Regions from separate parts of the Mus musculus genome. Here region 2 is linked to region 1. A link is a contact called in public HiChIP or PLAC-seq data. All regions are on one chromosome and are shown on one strand. The core of a region is the stretch at or near the end of the contact, and the rest is flanking DNA. Distances in the headings are between cores, read along the strand shown. Region 1 overlaps Dach1 (dachshund family transcription factor 1). Region 2 holds the start of Dach1 (dachshund family transcription factor 1).

The links. HiChIP or PLAC-seq counts read pairs in DNA pulled down with a chosen protein or histone mark.
Region 2: a contact with region 1 is called in an H3K27ac HiChIP or PLAC-seq map of embryonic brain, with 7 times the contacts expected there. The contact joins the promoter of Dach1 here to the enhancer-like site in region 1. A contact is called at or near these places in 4 of 39 promoter capture datasets (cranial neural crest, neutrophils, pre-B cells and 1 more), 6 of 484 Hi-C or Micro-C datasets (cerebellum, erythroblasts, macrophages and 3 more), 9 of 115 datasets of contacts at active chromatin or transcription factors (a beta-TC-6 cell line, bone marrow-derived macrophages, a colorectal cancer cell line and 4 more) and 2 of 9 other capture datasets (adipose tissue and pancreatic islet).

Annotation. Positions count from the first base shown.
Region 1 is chr14:98,106,550-98,112,684 of GRCm38.p6, reverse strand. The region is part of intron 1 of Dach1 (dachshund family transcription factor 1); the gene reads left to right. Among named protein-coding and RNA genes, the nearest start is that of Dach1, 60 kb to the left of the region's middle. Within about 2 kb of position 3,719, at least 18 of the 459 cell types and tissues checked have an H3K27ac peak or open chromatin away from gene starts, as enhancers often do. A contact at or near this core is called in cerebellum and embryonic brain, where this site is marked.
Region 2 is chr14:98,167,442-98,173,576 of GRCm38.p6, reverse strand. It overlaps Dach1 (dachshund family transcription factor 1), which reads left to right and starts at 3,812. Exons shown (of 12, transcript NM_007826.3): 1 at 3,812-5,094. The coding sequence starts at 4,268. Gm33583 (a long non-coding RNA gene) reads right to left here and starts at 3,673. Exons shown (of 2, transcript XR_003951195.1): 1 at 3,611-3,673.

The DNA.
Region 1 (6,135 bases), core at 2,470-4,969:
AAATTCCACTCAAGTCTCTTCTAAATGCTGTTGACCTCTGTGACTAAAGTCCTGTTCAATGTAAAACAATCTTGTTTAAAATTTCTTGGAATAGTTTCATGATTATAATTAATATATGATTTGAAAAATAGATCCCTTAGAAATTGTCCTAGATAATCCTATAATAAAAAAAAGTGATGAAAAAAAGAATATAAAACTTACTGAAAAATCAGGTTCACATTGCCATCACCTTTCTAATCTCAAGAATATTTAAAAATTACACACTTTGTGACATTGTTAGAAGAGAAAATTCAGATTGTTGTCCCTCCTATAGGGGAATGCCAGGGCCAGGAAGTAGGAATGGGTGGGTTGGGGAGCAGGGCAGGGGGAGGGTATGGGGGCTTAGGGGCTTAGGGGATATTATTTGAAATGTAAATGAAGAAAATATCTAATAAAAAATAAAATAAAAAAATAAAAATTTAAAAAAAGAAGAGAAAATTCTCCCACTAGGAATGATCGAATTTCTATCTAGTTAAAGACACAATTAAAAAAACAAACAAGAAACAACACACGTTTTCTGGAAATCTAGTGGTAAGCCAGGGTAATTCAGTATATTTCCATTCTGTATTTCTGACATTTACAAGAATGGGAGACAAAGCACAAATAAAACATTATGTGTTTTCCTCAAAAAACAAACCACAGCTGGTGGGTTTAATTTTATCTCTACCAGCCATGACAACAGCCTTTTTAAATATTGAATGTGTGGATTCAGGTTTCTACAAAACATTTGCCACATAAATTTCTTTAACCACTATTAATTATATATGAAGTATCAGAAGTGTCCTGGCCTACTTGTGGTGGTTTTTCAGATAGCAAATGAGGAATATTCTGCAGCCATTGAAACTATCTAATGCTTGTGACATCTTGTCCTCCAAATGAAATGGTAGTCTTGAAGACTCCTTCGTTCTGAGTCTTACTGCCCATTGGTGACTCTTGGACACAAATTCAAAGTGAGTTGTATTGACAATTGTGGGGCTCTGCAGCAGAACTTTTCCTGATGCGTGAAAGTCTGTTTATGTGGTTTGAGTCAATGGCCCTTCGCTACATATGGCTACTAAGCACATGAAATGGAGCAAATATAATTAGGAAATTACTAATCTAGCTGGCCATTTCTGTGTCATGCTCCATCACAGAAAAAGAATGTCAGTGTTCTTACGGTGACAACGTTAGCAAACAAAATAAAATTTCCTTGTGAATAAGGAAGATAGATTTTATATGGTTATAGCTCACAAAACTGTAAGGCTTTAGATATATCAAAAATCTCAAACAATACAGAGGATCAGAAGGAAGAGCAGAAAGAAACACCATGTCTAGTTTGCAGTGGGAGACAAAGGATTATGGGAGTAGGGATTCACACAACCATTCTTGGTACTTTAGCAGATAGAACTTCTTTATAATGACATTCCAGATGCTGGGAAATACAAGCAAAAAAAGGGCTTTGGAGAGTTGAAGACACCTCAGGCAGTTGTTGTTGAAATTTAGTTAAAGTCAAGACAGGGGCCTTGAGCATTGGCTGGGACCTAAAGAGCAGAGGCCAAGAATCTCAGGTAACATACAAGAATCTCTAAAGATGTTGAAGACAAAGTAGGAGAAAGTGAATTAGACTGAGAAAAAGGTAAGAGACCATGGTAATTAAGAAAGAGTTGGGCTTGGATCAAGAGTGTTATCTTCCCATTGCTCTTGTTATTCAAATTAGAATGCAGAAAAACAGATAGGAAAGTCAGTCAGTCCCCCTGCACACCTGTGTCCTTCCTGGCTCAGTGCCTAATTACATTTATAGTGATGAATTATGTAGAGCTTAGTCCTAAGCACAAACAGGTTGTAACTGTCACAAAATGCCCAAGTCTCTAACAGGCTTGGAGCTACCAAGGGTGGTTTTCAAGGAAGGTTATGTCAGGCCTGATTTCAACTTTAGTTGCATGGAACATGATTGGCTGACAAGGATGACTAGGAAATACAAATTTCCTAGTTTTTGTAAGTTGACTTAAGTTGTGTCACTGTTAGTTGTCAGAAATTTAAACCCTTTCCCACAAAATCATTGTCTACTAGTGTTAATTTATTTTTATTGTTTGCAATTAACTTTTGAATGAAAACGTTAGATACAATTTTTTTATTAGGTTTTTATTTCATTTACATTTCCAATGCTATCCCAAAGCTATCCCAATAGATACAATTTAAGGAGAAAATTTTAAGTGTAAAGGTGTGTGTGTTCAGGGTATTTTTTTCTCATGCATAGTGGTTATATGTTTTTAAACTGGAAATTTGAAACTTTATATGCACAGACAAGTGTCTGAACTTGGTGCTGTGTAAAATTATCATTTAAACTATACCTCAGTTTAAAATTGTAGATCTAATTATGAACATTCAAACACAGAGGATAGCTTTCAAATTCTCCAGTAACTAACTTTGTGAAACCAAACACATCTGAAATATGCATTTATATTTGTAAAACTTTGTCAGACTTTTAGGAGGTGTTTGTTAAGAGCAGTTGGGTAATGAAATTGCTAAACAGGATGTGAAGCACTCACATGGGATCTTGCACATCTTCATGGGATAAGAAACTGTAGATGGTTTCCACTTATTCATAAGTGTTTTCAGAGCGTAAGTGGGCATTTCATTCCTATAAATACTCTTCGCTGATGTATACATATTTAAAGAACATATTTTAGAATGTAAAAGGTAAACTCTAAATGTGTTCAGACACTGAAATTTTAACCAAAGTTTATTATCAAAAATGGTTTTAACATAAGTAGAAAACTTTCAAACTTCCTATATCCTCGATCGATATAAAACAAGGGAGACAGAAGAATGTGTTTGGTTCATCTGTTTGGTTAAATGTATACAATTAGGCGTTATAAGTCTCTTAATGTGGTTGTTGTTGTTGTTTTTAACTGTGTTTGGAGATTTGAGCGCATCTCAGCAGACCTCTGAGGATTGTAGCAGATGTAGATGCTGAGTCCATTTGTCCTTTACTGTGAAGACAATGCCACAGTTTTATATTCCTAGTTCATCTATTTCCATTGTTCCCCAAACTGTAACTCTCTTAGTCACTGGATCTTCTTAGTTTTACTCACTAGGATTCCCCTTCTAAGAATTTATGTATCTGTTATTTTTCTATTAGCGTAAATATCTTTTTCTTTCTTTTCTAGATGTGAGAGATGTGCATAACACATCACATTTTCTGGTTGCTGGCTACTTTTGCTAACTTTCTACTTGAATGTTGAAAACATTTTATAACTCTCTCAGTAATTTAACTTCTCCATAACAGATTCAATATGCCATATTTATATTAGCATATGAGTTAATACTGATTCAGACTGTTATTTAGCACATAAAAAAGCCAAGGCATTGAATAGATCTATGAATCTAGCTACTACTTGCTATTTAGATATGCATTGATATATTTTTGGAGTTCTTTTTTTTCCCCTCTCATGTTGATAGGGTAAATTTAAATCCATCCTAGAATATAAGAAAAATAAAGTATGGTGAATATTTTTTCTTAAAAGCAGACAATCTGAAAGGATTAAAATGCTTTAATCAGACAGGGGGAAAAAAAGGCTTTGGCCACTTGATTAGGGCTGATTTCCACCATCTGCTTGTACTTACTAAGGATCTAGCCCTGACTGAACACTAATTTGTGCACTTCCTAGAAATTGAAATCTCTCAGCAAGCAAATTAACAAGAGCAGGGCTTCAGCAATAATGCGGCTCCTCGGCTTTTGTTTCTCTCTGACAGATGGACAGGGTGCGCTCAAATTGAATTCAGCTTTAATTGCATTGTGCCATTTAAAATTTTATCTGCTCCACAGATTTTGTTTACAGGTTTCAGGATTCCAAACCTTTGGAAGTCCTTTTTTTTCCCTCTCCCTTTCTTTTCTTTTCTTTCTTTCTTTTCTTTTTTCTTTCTTTCTTTTTTTTCTTTTTTCAGAATTGGGTGAGATAAAGAACATTGTAATTCTATGTGACTGGGAGGTGTTCATTACAACTCTTTGCCCTGAAAGGTGGAACCTTAAGAAAAAGAATTATGTTTTAAAGTCTGGGACAAACGGGAAATAATTCAAAGTTTGCGTATGTTCAAATATTGGCACCTCCTAAGTCAAAGTAATCAGAAACGCTCTGGTTTGTATCTCAATAAGAAAGTGATCTTTCTTGTTTCAATTAAAGCATTTCAAACTTTGCTTATCAGTAGATCACTTAGCGCTGTGAACTCCTGAATTCTAGCGATAAAGATGTATTTTGTAAATAAACCGTGATTAGAGTTACTTTTAGTTTCCGTTTGATTGACAGTTCTCAGATAGAGCTGACTTATATGAACTCCCCTTTAGAGCAAAGGTATAAAATACTAAATCATTTGGGCATGTCCTAAACAGTCCTCTGAAGCTCACACTGAAGATGCATTTGTTGCAAAATTGCTTGTCAATCTACAAGCATTTCCTCATAAATCTATGGCTTAGTAGGTACTAAACTCTGACATTCCTGGTGGCAAACAGGGATCCTGAAAGCTTAAATATACCATCATAAGATTTGATTTGCACCCTATTTATGTGAAGATTGAAGACGTTTTAGCATGTGAACACCTTCTCAGGAATGGCTGAATTTGGTTTACACGAAGTCAGATAAAATAGGCAGACAGCAGTGGGTAAGACATGATGGCATGTGGAAGAGGAAGAGGGTTTGGTTCTTAAGACTAAAGAAAAATTAGTTTCCTTATCCATACATTACATTCACGTTATGTGCACAAGAAACCTCCTTAACATGTCTTATTTATTATAAATTATAATTTGTATTTGTTTATATATAGTATTATTCTTCTTAAGAACAACTTGTTAGTGGGGGTATTGGCAGTGTCTCTGGGGCTTCAGTTAGGCCTGTGTATATATGGACTATTTTTCAAAGGGAACCTTAATTTATAATCAGTAATTACAATGACATAATAATGACAGTACCTTAAGATTTCAATATAGTAGCAAAATTGTATTAATTTAGCATGCAGACTTCTTGATAAAGCAGCTGTAGTTTAGAAAACTGGTTTCCATTTTATCATATTGGGTCATTTAATATTTCTCAGTGCTCTGAGCCAAATGGAGAGTTTCAGGAACATGAATAAGTAACCAAGTATAGATGCATCAGGAAACATCATAGTTTTATTAACCTTAGGGAAATCTATCCCAACAGTTCTTTATTTTCTGTGTCTTCCTGTCTGTCTCACAGGCAGTTGTGAGAAAATTTGTTGCTTCAAACATTGATCATTCTTATCATTAAATAACTTTAAAAGTATGAGGGACTTAATTTTCATTAAAACATGCTAGGTTCCTCAAAAACAAACTTCACCGAGACCCAAATACAGAAAACTGGAGGTAGAATGCACTCGCTTGTCTTAGGGTTTGCGTTGAGTGTTGCATATTGTACTATTTTATTCGGTATAGTTCTTTGTAGCTGCCACATTTTCCTTCTCAAGCTCATTTTCCTTCTTTCTTCCCGATTGTTTTTAGAATCACCATTGACTTACGTTAGATCCTTCCTCTGTCATCATTCTCACAGAGAACTGAGTTTTTCCATGCCCAGAGCACTTAAGATGTCGCGGAGATAGCAAGCCCAGCCCCATCTTATAGATAAGAAGACTGCACTCACTCTGCACCAGGCTGGGGAGCTCTGGAATGAACCAGTCTTCAATTTTAGCCCTCATGAATGTCTTACTAGTAATTCTTAGAAACATTAAAGTGTTTTTTTTTTCCTCTGAAGCCCCTTCAATTATTAGTATAGTGTTCAGTATAACCACAAAGAGAAAATATAGCCATGAACACCACTAAGAACTGTGAAGAATACACAGACATAACATTTGCACAATCAAATACCTTAGAGTACTAATAGTTTGTCATTGCCAATAGAAACAATGAAGGTTGTATTAATGATTCATGCTCATACTTTCTTTCCTTTATCCCTTCCTTCCATTCATTTTTCCTTCCTTCATTTTTCATTCCTTTCTTTTCCTTTTTCTTTTTTTTCCTTCCTTTCCTTCCTGTTCTTCTACCATACACTCAGAGCTTGGGATAATGTATACATTTGCAGTCTTTGCAATTTGTAGTCTTTGAATTTC
Region 2 (6,135 bases), core at 2,563-5,062, 61 kb before region 1:
ATCTCTTTTCATATATGCCTAAATTGCTCCTGTTTCATTTAGAAATACCATAAAAAAACAACATACTCAAAAGCTTTCAGAACATTGTGAGATATTAAAAGAATGTATTCATATACACATTGCACTGTTACTCTATGTTTTCTTATGTTGCTAAAAAGAATTAAGTTTTTTTTTATTTTTATTTTTTTAAAGAAAAACACTATACCAGTTGCTATATTGAAACTCTGAGGAATGAAGACCTGACTTATCTTAGATCTGTCAATATTTGTATCTTTCTTACAATCTTCTTCTTTGCAGTCATTTACCAGAATTATAATGCAGCATGAATAAACCTAAAAAATGACTATTGATTACAGAGAAAGCTTTGTGAAATCATTTAGTCAGTTTCCCCACTTGAGAAATCACTGAATGCAACATGCCAATAGATAAGAACGGACGAGATGTAGTACAGTTCTGTGCCTCCCTGAGTTATTAAAAGGGTCAAAAACAAATCCCCACAGAATGCATCTTTTTATACTCAAATAAAATGATACTTACCAAATCCCAACTACAAATCCATCTTTTTACACATTTATTCTTCCCCTTTGAAACCACAGGTTGTGGAAGCATGTTTTTATGTGTCCCCATTTGCCACTGAGCCTTTTAACCAAATAGGATGCTCTCATCGCCCACTAAAGTGCCTGCTACCATTCAGGTAATCACCAGGTCTTTAGCTGCAACAGCTACTTTGTATTTTCTCACTGTCTCCTGCAAAGCTTGCAGCTCTTCTCCAAACTGCATTTTATACTGAGCTGAAGTCTGTATCCTGTGCCGATTTTTGTTAAGTAATAAATGATGAGACCATTCTTTTTATGAGTTCCCATTCTAATCGGGCTCCTCAAATGGGGAGAGGAGGGGGAGGGGAGGGGAGGGGCCAGAAGAGGGCAGAAGGAGGGAAGAAAATACCTTCCCTGAACTGTACAAGCTAAGCTTCAAACGATATCCTAAGAAAGAAATTAAAGACTTCTTAATTAGTGCAGCAATTAAGCTTTCTTGGTAGCATTTTAATCAGCATAGGCCCTATCAAAGGACAAACAGAACGATTTGCAGGTCTTTGAATTTTAAACAGTCTTATTGATTTCAGCACAATACGTCTCCACAAAACATAGGGAGAATTTTCTAATATCAGTTACAGTACTTTGAGTTTTGCTTATTCAAATTGAATGAAGGTTAGGAAAGAGTAGATGGATGGAGAGCATCTTAAAAACCAAGACCTGTAAAACAATAAACAGGACAAAAGCTTTCCATGCGAAAGATTCAATGGGGAATTTGAAATCTTTCTTAAGTTGATCTATGTGCTGTGTTAAACACGGTTTGACTTCTTCATCGCAGGAAAGAATTTCTCCAAGAATAGGAAAGAAAGAGATAAAAGCAGTATGCTTTTCCAGGCGTTCTCTTTCCGGTACATTTTATTTTGCAACCTTTGACTTTACAAACCCTATTGTTTGGAAGGAACAAGTGGTGGTTCCTTCAAAAGGTTCAGAAACCTGAGGTGGGGGGAGGGGAGGAGTCACATATAGGTACAGGGGCTTTGCTTCTAAGTGAAGCCCGTGCATGGAGCCCTTGTTTCCCTGCAGAACATTTGAAGTTGGCTGGAAGCAGGGTGGAATTATAGCTATGCATCACTGCTTCTCTTCCTGTTTGTTGCTTCTTCAGAGTGTGGCAGATTTTGGATGAGTGATAGTTTAAGGAAACATAAGAATGAGAATGGTAAGGTCAGGCTTTGCCCACTTATAACTGGCCGTTTCTATTTGTGGTACCAATAATTGAAACATTCCATAATTTACCATTTAAAAAGCACACTAGATTTTATTGAAGTTAGGAATGGCATTCACAAATAAATTAGTTTTTTTTTCTTTTAGAGTTTAGCACTTTCCACAGTGTTGTATTTCACAAATGCAGCAATTTGACATTTTAAAAATTGGCAATATTTCTAAAATATATTTTGATATTTGTGGTATATACTGAATCTATGCTTTTAGTTAAGAATAGGTTTGATGATTCAAAAATTATTAAACCTCACCTCATTATAACACACTGGGGCAAACAGCTGTGAAAGCTTCATCTATCTTTGTAGAAGTTTATATACTTTTATTCAATTTTTAAAAAATTCTTACACTGTAAGAAAGCCTTCCAATGCAAGTATTGTGCCTCAAAGTTTAGCATAAAAGAGTAATAAGACAATAGTGTCATATTTCACTTTAACGGATTCCTATATACTTAGACAATAAACTTCAGAGTTCAGTGGATTTAAAAAGATAAAGACAAAAGTGATAATTTCAATACCTAAATGGCAAAAATAACATCCTAACATTTCTCAAATCAACAAGCCTGTTATAATAGTTTATTTCTTAAATCTGTCATATGCTGCCTCCTCACATCTTATGAAATCTTTAGACATGTGTAGACAGGTTCAATGCCTAACTACTCCAGATTCCTAGAGATATAAGCAACAAACACACAGGACCTATGCTCAAATTCTATGCTGGTCAAACATCCCGGAAAAAACATCGCTGTGCAACAAGTTAGAGAAGACAGGAGGAGAAAATGAGTGTCTTACTCCCCTCATGCAGCCCCAAACCACTATTCCCTTCTGCCTTCTGTGTTTACAAGTCAACCAGGAGGCTTAGTTTCTATTTCATTCTTTACAAACACATTCTCACTGAGAAAGCAAAAACGAAGTTCCCAAAACATAGCAGGACTTTCCAAATATGAAAGGAACCCAATAATTATTGTGTGACTTAAATAACACACTTTCGACTCTCCTCGGGTACTGAAGGAGAAATGAGAGTTGATTACTGTGCAAGACCAGGTGAATTAATTAGAGTTTTGGGTAAGAAACATCAGTGTGTTTTTGTATTCTACTTTCTAATCTTCAAGGACAGCTGATCTCTTTAGAAATTTCTAGATAAAGAAGTCATCCCTGACCAATCTCTGGAGGTGAAAGGGAAGTTGTTTTAATCCACTGTATCCCTGTCTACTAGGATCAGGAGCACCCATTATTCTTAAGTGACTTTCTTCCCGCAGCTTGAAAACTCTTCTTTATCTTTATATAAACATTTTTGATATAGAAAAAAAACCCGTCAGATACACAAAATAGTCCACACTGCTTACATGTGAATTTTCCTATAATAATAATAATAATAATAATAATAATAATAATAATAATAATAATAATAATAATAATTGCCCAACAGTCATGAGCTGGGGATGTTTCCTTTTGTAACTGCTTGCACAAATGCCCCGCGCGCGCGTGTGTGTGTGTGTGTGTGTGTGTGTGTGTGAACCTAAATCCTTGAAGGTGAGCTGGCAGCGGCACCGCCGCTCTTTCAGTCATGAGGCGTTTGCTCAGAACCTTTTTGGGGTGGGTGGGTGGGTGGGAGCTAAGAGTCTTCTCCTTCAAAGCCACAGAGGAGGTGGCAGGGGATGTAACGGTAGCAGCGCGAGAGAAGTAGATGACCAGCTTTCTCTCCCTCTCTCTGAGCACCACTCTTGGGCCCCGGCTTTTCTAGGGCTTTCCTCCCACCCTTTTCCTCCGTACCCTCCCCCCCCACTCCCGTTTTCTACCCACCCCCTTTCCTCGGTCTCGCGCTCTTGGAGTCTGTGCTCCGAGTTCCTGGTTGGATAATTTGGGTTAATACTAGTGAGTGAGGTTTTCGCGGCTTCAAAGGGTATTTCAAGTATCCGGAGCTCCTCCCCTCCGCACCGTGTGACAACAACAACTCGTCCAGCCGGCAGCCTGCACTTTCAGCTCATTTTCTCTCTGTCATTCCCCTCTCAATCTTTGATCAATGTACTTGCCAGGGAGAACCCAAGTCCCTCAACCCTCCTCCTTTTCACCTTCATCCTTAACTTTGTGCTAGAGCGGGACCCACACACCACCAGCCGACCCTCCCCGCCCCACCCCCGCCTCTCCCCCCCCAAGAGCAGCCCGCGATCCCAGCCCCGAGAGAGGACTCGCATTTCGACTTGCGGGACACTTTTGTGCGTTTCTCTCTCGAGCGCCTCTCGCGCTCGCCCCTCCTGCGCTCGCTCTTTCTTAACCTCACCTCCTTTTTCTCCTCTTCTCTCCCTCTCTCCAACTAAGGTTCCTTCCTAGAGTGCTTGTTGTCTCTGCCCCCCCCCCCACCTCGATCCTTGTCCCCCTTTCTCCCCCTTCCCCTTTGGGGGGTGTGTGGCAACTTTTCCCCCTCGCTTCTCCTCCTTCTGTTTCCCCTTATATGTGACCATGGCAGTGCCGGCGGCTTTGATCCCTCCGACCCAGCTGGTCCCCCCTCAACCCCCGATCTCTACTTCTGCTTCCTCCTCGGGCACCACCACCTCCACCTCCTCGGCGACCTCGTCTCCGGCTCCATCCATCGGACCCCCGGCGTCGTCTGGGCCAACTCTGTTCCGGCCGGAGCCCATTGCCTCTTCTGCTTCTTCTTCAGCCGCGGCCACAGTCACCTCTCCTGGTGGCGGCGGCGGCGGCAGCGGAGGCGGCGGTGGCAGCGGCGGCAACGGAGGCGGCGGCGGGAGCAACTGCAACCCCAGCCTGGCGGCCGGGAGCAGCGGCGGCGGCGTTAGCGCTGGCGGCGGCGGCGCCTCCAGCACCCCCATCACCGCGAGCACCGGCAGCAGCAGCAGTAGCAGCAGCAGCAGCAGCAGTAGCAGCAGCAGCAGCAGTAGCAGCAGCAGCAGCAGTAGCAGCAGCAGCTGCGGCCCCCTCCCTGGGAAACCCGTGTACTCAACCCCGTCCCCAGTGGAAAACACCCCCCAGAATAATGAGTGCAAAATGGTGGATCTGAGAGGGGCCAAAGTGGCTTCCTTTACGGTGGAGGGCTGCGAGCTGATCTGCCTGCCCCAGGCTTTCGACCTGTTCCTGAAGCACTTGGTGGGGGGCTTGCACACCGTCTACACCAAGCTGAAGCGGTTGGAGATCACGCCGGTGGTGTGCAATGTGGAACAGGTTCGCATCCTGAGGGGACTGGGGGCCATCCAGCCCGGAGTGAACCGCTGCAAACTCATCTCCAGGAAGGACTTCGAGACCCTCTACAATGACTGCACCAACGCCAGGTAAAGAGCGGAGGGGAAACCTTCTGTCGCCCTGGTCCTTTCCCACCCTCCTCCTCGCCCTTCCCCTGCTCCCTTCCCGGCGCCGCCCGCTCAGCGCGTCCGCGAGCTGCGCGCCCTGGCGAGCACGGCCCTCTCCTGTCGGTCCCCGGGGCTAGTCTCCTTCGCCCGACCTCCTGGGCAAGTTCGCACTGCTCGCGGCCTGATCCGTGCCGGCCGGGTGTTCCTGATGCTTCCTAGGGCATTCGGGCTAGGCTGCCGCTGAGCTTGGGATGCAGAGTGGGGAACCAGAGGAAGGTGCCTTCCCAGGAGTCACAGCCCCTTCCCGGGCGCGCTGGTGACCTGCACCCGTTCCGGACACTACTGCCTGAGTGTGCACTCCTGGGACCTGGGTTCCTCCAAGAAGCCTCTGGGCACCTCTGGGATAGGAGGGAGGTCGTGACCCTGATCCTGCAGGGCTCCGAAGCTGAGGGATGCGCTCTGGGATAGGGGGGCTCCTCTAGTAAGAAAAGAGGGTGGGCTGGCAGCTGAGAGCGGCGCTGAGAAGTCAGCACCGGAACAGTACCGGGCGCTGAGAGGAGCAGGGGTAATCTGAGAGTTCAACCAAAGAGTTCAGCCCCACATCCCAGAGGGAAGCCTGTGTAGGGGAGGGGTTTGTGTGTGCGCGGATGTGTGTGTTTGTGTCTCCCTATCTGTGTGTGTGTGTGTGTGTGTGTGTGTGCGTGTGTGTACGCGCGCGCGCGCACGCGCTCGTGAAAAGAAAAAAAGAAGTACGTTTGCCCCGGGGCAAATGCGAGGGCACAAACACGTTTTGTTCTTTAGGAGATGACCTGGTGCCCCAGACTCTTGGAAGCTGAATTGGAGAGGTGGGGAAGAAAAGAAAGGGACTTGCTCGCCCTCTTTTCAAAGTGCGGATTGACCAGTCTTCGCTCTTTCTTTTTCTTTTTTCTTTCCACTTTCTTTTCTGAGTTTAGTAGCTCAGGAAAGGTGCAGGTGGTCCTTTTGCCACAGGATGCTAAGGGCTTGAATACTTCTCGCCTAGTC